2 separate regions of the Oryza sativa genome follow, and region 1 is linked to region 2. Evidence: chromatin contacts called from public HiCAR-type data. All regions are on one chromosome and are shown on one strand. The core of a region is the stretch at or near the end of the contact, and the rest is flanking DNA. Distances in the headings are between cores, read along the strand shown. Region 1 holds the start of LOC4351576 (transcription factor VIP1). Region 2 holds the start of LOC4351557 (NDR1/HIN1-like protein 3).

Evidence for each region. HiCAR-type assays count read pairs that join an accessible place to other places.
Region 1: a contact with region 2 is called in a HiCAR-type map of leaf, with 2.1 times the contacts expected there. The contact joins the promoter of LOC4351576 here to the promoter of LOC4351557 in region 2. A contact is called at or near these places in 1 of 15 Hi-C or Micro-C datasets (seedling) and 1 of 4 datasets of contacts at active chromatin or transcription factors (leaf).

Annotation. Positions count from the first base shown.
Region 1 is chr12:3,177,525-3,181,613 of ASM3414082v1, reverse strand. It overlaps LOC4351576 (transcription factor VIP1), which reads right to left and starts at 1,310. Exons shown (of 4, transcript XM_015762716.3): 1 at 654-1,310; 2 at 248-380. The coding sequence starts at 1,156.
Region 2 is chr12:2,976,185-2,980,367 of ASM3414082v1, reverse strand. It overlaps LOC4351557 (NDR1/HIN1-like protein 3), which reads left to right and starts at 1,575. Exons shown (of 1, transcript XM_015765265.3): 1 at 1,575-2,469. The coding sequence starts at 1,678. The coding sequence ends at 2,256.

The DNA.
Region 1 (4,089 bases), core at 61-2,560, 200 kb before region 2:
GGACAAGATACAGCAACATACTATTATGCTTCTAAAAACATAAAAAGGTTCAAGCAGTAGCTTTGCTTACAGCAGTTCTTCACATGCATGACAATCATTGAGTCAAAACATTAAAGTTTCGTGTAACCTACTCTAACTTTGCACAACTAATACATGTCAAACAAAACAATTGACTAACAAACTAAGCTGATTAGATAAGACAATATAGGAGGCTTATCTGGCGCTCGGAATAAACAAAGTTCCATACCTGGAGAAGCGTGAGCTGTGCAGACAGCGTGGTGGCCTCGGTCTGCAGTGTCTGCACCTTCCTCTCCAGCTCGCTAGTGTACTTGATCTTCCTTTCCTTGGACCTTGCAGCCGACTGCCTGTTCGCCAGAATTCTGCACACAAGCGCCATCACAAGCTTAACCTAAATCAACAAGCCCCAATACATCTCCCCAATTACATCACAAATCAAGCAAGGCACAGATAGCCCAGATCAAGAAAGGAAACACCAAGAACAGCAGCAATCCCACTACTGACTCCAACTATATTCTTCGAAATGGGAAATCGCAGTATCACTGTACAAGATTGGGGCAAAAGGCACATCCCTGCGGATCTAGAAATTGCTGAACTCAAAATGGAGTAGAGGAAGCAGCAAGCGATTTCCTCACCTCTTTGCGCGCTTGGGGTCGATGAGCGCGAGCTCGGCGATCCTCTCCGCGGGCATGGCCTTCTTCGCGTAGTCCGGTAGCCCACCGGAGAGCGCCGACTCACCCTCGAACGGCGAGTTGACCCCATCCATCGACCCGCTCCTCTTATGCCCACCACTTCCCCCACTCCCTCCTCCTCCTCCTCCTCCTCCCCCACCCTGCAACGAGAAACCCTCGAAGAAGGCGGTGTCGAGGGAGAGGCTCCTCATGTGCGCCCCACCCGGTGGCCGCGGCGCCGGCGCGGGGGTCGCAGCCATCGGCGGCGGCGGCGGCGGGGTCGGGTCGGAGATGGCCGGGGAGTCGTCGGAGAGGGAGGGGAAGTCGAGGTCGGAGAAGGAGAAGTCCCCCTCCGGGTCGAGGAGGAGGTCCGCGTCGGGCAGCCGCAGGAACGTCTCCGAGTGCGCCCGCCGGTGGTGCCCCCGCCCCCCTCCGCTCGCCGGCGGCAGCGGGAACCGCCCGTCCATCCCGGAGTCAACGCCGGTCAAATCTCCCCACCCGCGGCGGCGCGGCGAGCGTAGCGGCGGCGCGGCGAGCGTAGCGGCGGCGCGGCGAGCGTAGCGGCGGCGCGAGAGAGAGAGAGAGAGAGAGAGCTAGTTGGTGGGGGGAGACGCGTGGTGTGAGGTGAGGTGAGGTGAGGGGGGTGAAGGTGTAATCTCCCCGTGGACCGGGTCCACGGAGGCGGGTGGTCGCCGGCACGAATCACGAGGCGGGAACGGACGGTCGGAGTGGGGGCCAGCGCGGTGGGGAGGGGTGTACGGAGAGTCCGCGCGGGGGCGGACCTGGTTTCTCTGTGGACTCGGTGTAGGAGCTGAGCGCAGGAGGGCGCGGATCTCGAGGTGGATCGGACGGCGAGGCGCGTGGGCTTGGTTCAGGGAGGAGGGAGTGGGAGAGGGTAGGATGGTAATTTCGTAGGGGGAAGGAAGAAATGCCGCGTTGGTCGAATCAACGAGCAGTGTGCTACAGCGGCGGTGGGCCCGGATAACTGTTTGCCGGTGGGTTTTCCTTCTCGGTGGATGACATGTGGGCCCGGGGTCTTTGCAGTTGGAGCCCACTAGCCGCGCGGCCACCTCAGCGACACCCTGCCAGTGCGGGTACGGAGATACGGAGATACTACCACCTCATACGTATATACGACAGACAGGAGACAGTTACGGCCCTGTTTAGATTTCAACTTTTTTCTTTAAATTTTTAACTTTTTCATCACATCGAATTTTTTCTATATATATAAATTTTCAACTTTTCCATTACATCGTTCCAATTTCTTTAAATTCAATTTTAGCGTGGAACTAAACACAGCCTAGATGTGCCAATAGATGGGTGCAAATTTATAATCACTTTGGGTTGTTTGCCTCATAGTATAGGGCTGATTTAGTTTGCGGCCTATTAAAATATTGGTAGTAAGTTTTGGCACTACCAAATTTAATAGGGTAGATTTATTACTAGATAGACAAAATTGGTCACAATTCAAATGCTATCAAAGTACTCTTTGAAGCTACCAAAAATATTGGTATGGCACAAATTGGCACTAATCCAAACATGCCCATAATGCTTTATGTGTGCAATATATCTGGGCTTGTTCGGTTTGGAATTATAGGCTACAAGGATAATGTGATTGGCATAAAATGGGAAGGAGTCGAGGAATACGTTTAGTTGTTGGGAGAATATTTCCAAGACTAATAGCCAAACGGGTTTTAAAAATAACCGATACTATGACTTAGAGTTGATTGATACGAACATATTAAACCTTATGATGTACTCCCTCCGTTTCACAATGTAAGTCATTATAACATTTCCCACATTCATATTGATATTAATGAATCTAGATAGATATATATGTCTAGATTCATTAACATCAACATAAATGTGGGAAATGTTAGAATGACTTATATTGTGAAACGGAGGGAGTAGATTACATTGTTTCGTGTTGTATGTCTCTTGATAGCATTGAAAATTTTCATATTATTTTGGAAGTTGAACCATTCGTTATCACCTCTGTTTTTTAACGGATTACTAGCTATTTGCTAGAACATTTACGGTCAAATCTCAAATTCTTAACATGGGATTATAATATTTCAAATAAAAAAACTGATATTAGTAGATTTATCATATATAGGAAACATTAATCAAAATGTAGTTACATTTTTAATAATGCCCATGTGATTAAAAAGATCAATGAAGATATGAATGTTTAAAATACAAGTGAAAAACGGAGGGAGCATCATTCAAAATCTACAGAATGAATAACGAGTATTAGCATTTCCGTTGCCTACCCGATTCCGATTGACACCAAACAAAAAAGAGCCGGTGATACCATCAATCACAATCCTGGCTCTTCCTTGAAAATTCTCCTGCACCTTTTTTCTCCTCATTTCACATCATCAGAAGAAAAACGGCCAATGATTCTTACGCAGCACCTGAGGATCATCCTTTCCATAACTTTTCTTCTTTGCGATAAACAATTAATTTCTTATGGATGACTTTTGCCAAAAAAAAAATTCTATGTAATTGCATGCTACAACTCTCCAAGACGTTACAAGTGCTTGTCAAGTTTGAATGAATTTAAAAAAGAGGAAAACACGAGAAACGATTTTTTTTTTGCCCCACGAAGCTCTATTACTGCCCTTGTCATCAGGAAATGCTTCATGTCGCTTTTACCATTGTCCCAACACCGTTCATTTTATTCCACCATTATCATTTAAATCCTTTTGTTTTTATATCTGGCCGCAATATTCAAACAACATTAGTGACGCATGTATGCATCTGCAAGCACCACATTTGATATAGAAATAAACAAAGCAACCACATACATAACTTTAGGAATGACTTTTTATACTTATAATGTTAGCGCTTTAAAAGCTGAGGCCTAAGGCTGAAAAATAGAAAACAATAAAATGACGAATTTAAATTATATTTAAAATTTTAATTTTGACTACAGGCACTAACTGATGAGTAGCCAATAGGGTCATTGGTTTTCAATTAAGATCTGTTATCATCTTGTGCAATTCATTAATTGATACCTCGTGCTTTGCTGCGAGATATATTAATAAATGTATGTTATACATTATAGAAAATGATAGATGTATATGTTTAAAAAATATGAAAATGTCATGGAGATAATGATTTGACATTGTTTGCATATTGAGTTCTAAAAATACAATAAAATTGCAAGTGATATGTCATATTTGAAAGATATTTAAAATACTCTAGATAACAATTGCTAGTGGGTGATGATATGACACTTGCATGTGATTTAAAATACTCTAGATAATAATTGCTAGTGGATGCTGATGTGAAACACTTGCATATTGAGCTTTAGGAGTTAGTGAACATTAACTTTATAGTAAGATAGAATTAAGGTTGTTTATCTACGATGAAACTATATGTAAATTTGGCAAGT
Region 2 (4,183 bases), core at 326-2,825:
CAGCTAAACGGATTCTAAATTAATATGGATGCCATCTGTCTGAATAAGAGCGATGAGATATATTGATTTATGTGTAACACTTTCATGTGCTATTTAGGTGTGTGCAAAGAGGCATGCTTCTAATCCGTGCATATGTTTATGGAGTAATTGAAAACATATCTGAAACAAACATAGCCACACACTGACATACAAATATGCACATCTTTACTCCTCCTACCAACAAGCACATAATGGGTAATTACAAATTTACCACTACTTTAAATTGTTATTGCAAAACTATCACTAGAAAATTACAAAAATATCACTAGAACTGTCATTCGAGTGGCATCCTTGCAAATTGAAAAAACCGGTGGCAAATTTGCAAATGCCCCCCTATCAATTTGGTCCTTGCTCCTCATATAACGACAGCACACGCGTGATGTTGACGACAGATTTGTTTGCTACAAAAGATACCATACATATTTATGCTATTTTGTTTTTTTTTCAATCTTTAATATGTTCCCCCCCAGAAAACTAGCCGTCTAGCCCCTCAGTTGTTTTTCATACCATTATGGAAAACAAAAACTTAAGCATATGCTAGCCATTTTATGGGGGCTCTATGTTATAATGTTATGGTAGCTCCATGTAACATATATATATATATATATATATATATATATATATATATATATATATATATATATATATATATATATATATATATATATATATATATATATATATATATATATATATATATATATATATATATATATATATATATATATATATATATATATATAGACACACACACGCCAATCACCCATCTAATATTCACATCAACCAACCTTCTTGAAAAAAAATTGGAGGGAGGAACGTCCCTCCAAACATTTTTTTTTAAAAAAAAGAAATTGTAAGTATGTTAAGAATTGAACACGTGACTTTGAGATTTCGCTATCAAGTGTATCTTAGCAAACCTTCTTCCTCTTCAAGGGCTAACCATTTCTCATCATAGCCCCTAGAAAATCTATTACACTCTTAATTGTTTTTGCATGAAAATAATTTTATATTTAGGAACATCTTTCTCATCATGCCATGCCATTGTTTGCATATGATGAGAATTGATAGGGAACATATTCTACGTATATAAGCTTTCGGCACACTCAGTATACACTAATTAGCAATTATTACCGAAATTGTAGAAACAGCTCTATATGTATTTCTACTGGTACTACACCTATGCGTAAAATCTTATATTCAAACACATTATACTTTTGCCATAAAATGATAGGATTTTCACATATTTACTCTCTTAAATCTGTTATTTTTTTCCACGGGTAAAATATAATAAATTTGAGGATAAGACTTTTGTTTATACATAGGTATAATATTATTATATTGGAATTACGTGTATAATTTAATTTAGAATTTTCGATGATATTTGTTAGTCGGCATGCGCGAAGTATATATCCTTCGAAAAATTGTGTGCACATACCATGCGTACAACTATCATTTCTCATGGTAGGTGATTAGACCATTCTAACCCTCATCGACAACTCGGTATTAATTCCCACTCATCCAGCTCACACGAAGACGCACCCTTCTCCCCTCTCCAACCCTTCGCCTCCGCGTCGAGCCGTTGACCAGCGACTCCGGCGAGCAACCTCCTCCTCCGCCGCCGCCGCCGTTAGCTCCGCCATGTCAAGCGGCGGCAACCAGGAGAGGACCTGCTGCGGCAGCCTGTTCACCTTCATCGTCACCGGCGGCTTCGTGGTGCTCATCTACTGGGCCATCTTCCAGCCCCACCACATCCGCGCCACCGTCGCCTCCGCCGACCTCACCAACCTCACCGTCGCCGGCGCCGCCGTCTCCTACAAGCTCGCCGTCAGGCTCAACCTCTACAACCCCAGCCTCCGCGTCAACATCTACTACGACGAGCTCGACTCCGAGCTCCGCTTCCGCGGCGAGCGCCTCGGCCACGCCACCGGCGCCACCCCGGCCGAGTTCTACCAGCGGCGGAAGAGCTCCGACGACGTGACGTTTGAGTTCGCCGGGACAGGCGTCGCCGTCGCCGGCGACGCCGCCGGCGAGCTGGGGAAGGAGAAGGGGAAGGGCAGCGTGAGCCTGGAGGTGGCCGTCGACGGCAAGGTGAGGTACAGGTTCGGCAGCATCAAGATCCGGCAGAAGCCGAGGATATGGTGCTCGCTCACCATCCCCGTCACGGCCGACGGCGGCGGCCGCCTCGACTCCGGCGACCGGTGTAGCGTCAAGTACTAGAGGAGCTAGCTAGCTAGTGGGCAATGATTTGAGTGTATTAAATTGTTTTTCTTTCTTTCAGATTTGTGAGCCACTTGTTGATTTGTTTCTGTGAAAATACATTCATATTTTTGTATTTTTTTTGGGTGTAGGGTGTCAGTGATAATCGTTTGTTCCAACTGTATTATGTGATACTACTATCCTTGAATTTCAATCTACAATTTTTTGAACGAATTTCATTTGGTATTTGCGATTGGAAAATTAATATAAACATGTTTCTGAAATGCGTTAGTAAGTTACTCCTAGTTTAGAGTGTTAAGGTTGATCATCAGCTGTCATTGGTTGTGATTAGTGGGAGTGTGGGGCCATGCATGATGCATCCACCAGCCTCAGCTGCGTTGACTTGACATAAGGCTCCGAGTCAACGCCCCATCGCCGGTCGATCCTATTGGCCCGAAGGCTTCGAGGCCATCCATCACTGTTCCATCCAGGTTACTTCTAAGTACGTAGTGATGTTTCGCAGAAACGTCTATTTTCTTTGATTAAATTAAACTAAACGAAACTGATTGGTGTTAAATTGGACAAATCTGATCGGTTGAGTTACAGCAGATAAGGTATACTATTAAAAGAATGAATGAAGAAAAAAAATTATCAGTGAACTTTTATATTTGTTTTATTAGCTGTTTAAAAGATAAAGCGGTGAGGTAGAATACTGCAAATTTATTTTTTGAAAATCGATTTAAAACAAAATTTATTTTTTTTGAGGCTGATAAGACAACCAGTAAACGAGAAAGAGCTCCATCCCAACACAGCATCTCATACCTTGGACAAAATAAATTACATGTCATAAAAAGACTATCTTTCCCGGTCTCTTATCATGGCTGCTCCATGGCCAATGCAAATGTAAGAAGAGTTGTTGCCACAGTTTACGATTCCGAGATGGCCTTCCGTTTCGGACACTGGTGGAATGACGGTTTTCGCGAAATCCGGTAGAAAGCCAATAGATTCCGAACAATTTTCATAAACCAAAATTTGAATATAAATTCCTTGAGTTCACAGATAAGCTCGCGAAAACCGGCCGACTTTGGTGAAATTCCGAGCAAAATTATAGAAATTTCAATCGGTAACTAGAAAAAGAGGTAAAATGAACTTTTTTTTTCCATTTTTTAATTCGTTATTCTTTTCTTTCCTACTGTAAATTTTAGTAAATACACGGAATACATTAAAAATTTTGTAAATTTATATCCCAATAGGTTCTATGAATATCATACTATTTATAAGATTTTATTTGATTTTTTCCTTTTTTATCAATTCAAATTTGAATTTGGATGAAACTTATCGAAATCTCAGACAGCTTCTACTTTTGAGCCTTATCGAAACCTCAAAATTTAACGAAATTCGACCGGTTTTCGTCGGAATTGTGAACCCTTATTGCTTTAGTCTACTGCAAGCAACAGCTCATGTAGACACAGCAAAGACCAACGCAACCGTCGTTTACAATTACAAGTCTATCTAGATTTATTATACTAGATTATATACTAGCATCTTATTATTAGTTTAGATTTTTAACGAAGGGAGTAAGAATGTTTATGCATGCAACACACTTGATAATATATTGTGTGTTAAAATATTTGTTTATGGATCAGTTACTAAAACAAAGGTGATCTAAGTTTAAATATAAATAGAATCCAGGGAATCACCAGTGGTGTGGTGGTGGATTCCACCCATCAAGATTTAAATCCTGATGCCATAAATATTATCTGCATGTAAGTGGACTGTTCAATAGGATTTTATTGAAATATACCGTCGTTGATTTCTGCCAGTTAGAATGTGTGTTAAGGGACACATGGTGTGAGTGTAGTGGTGTGTGTACGCGTGCGTCTACCGTATAATCGAAAACAAATATAAATAGAATCCAATGACAACTAGTACTTAATTTGGAACAGAG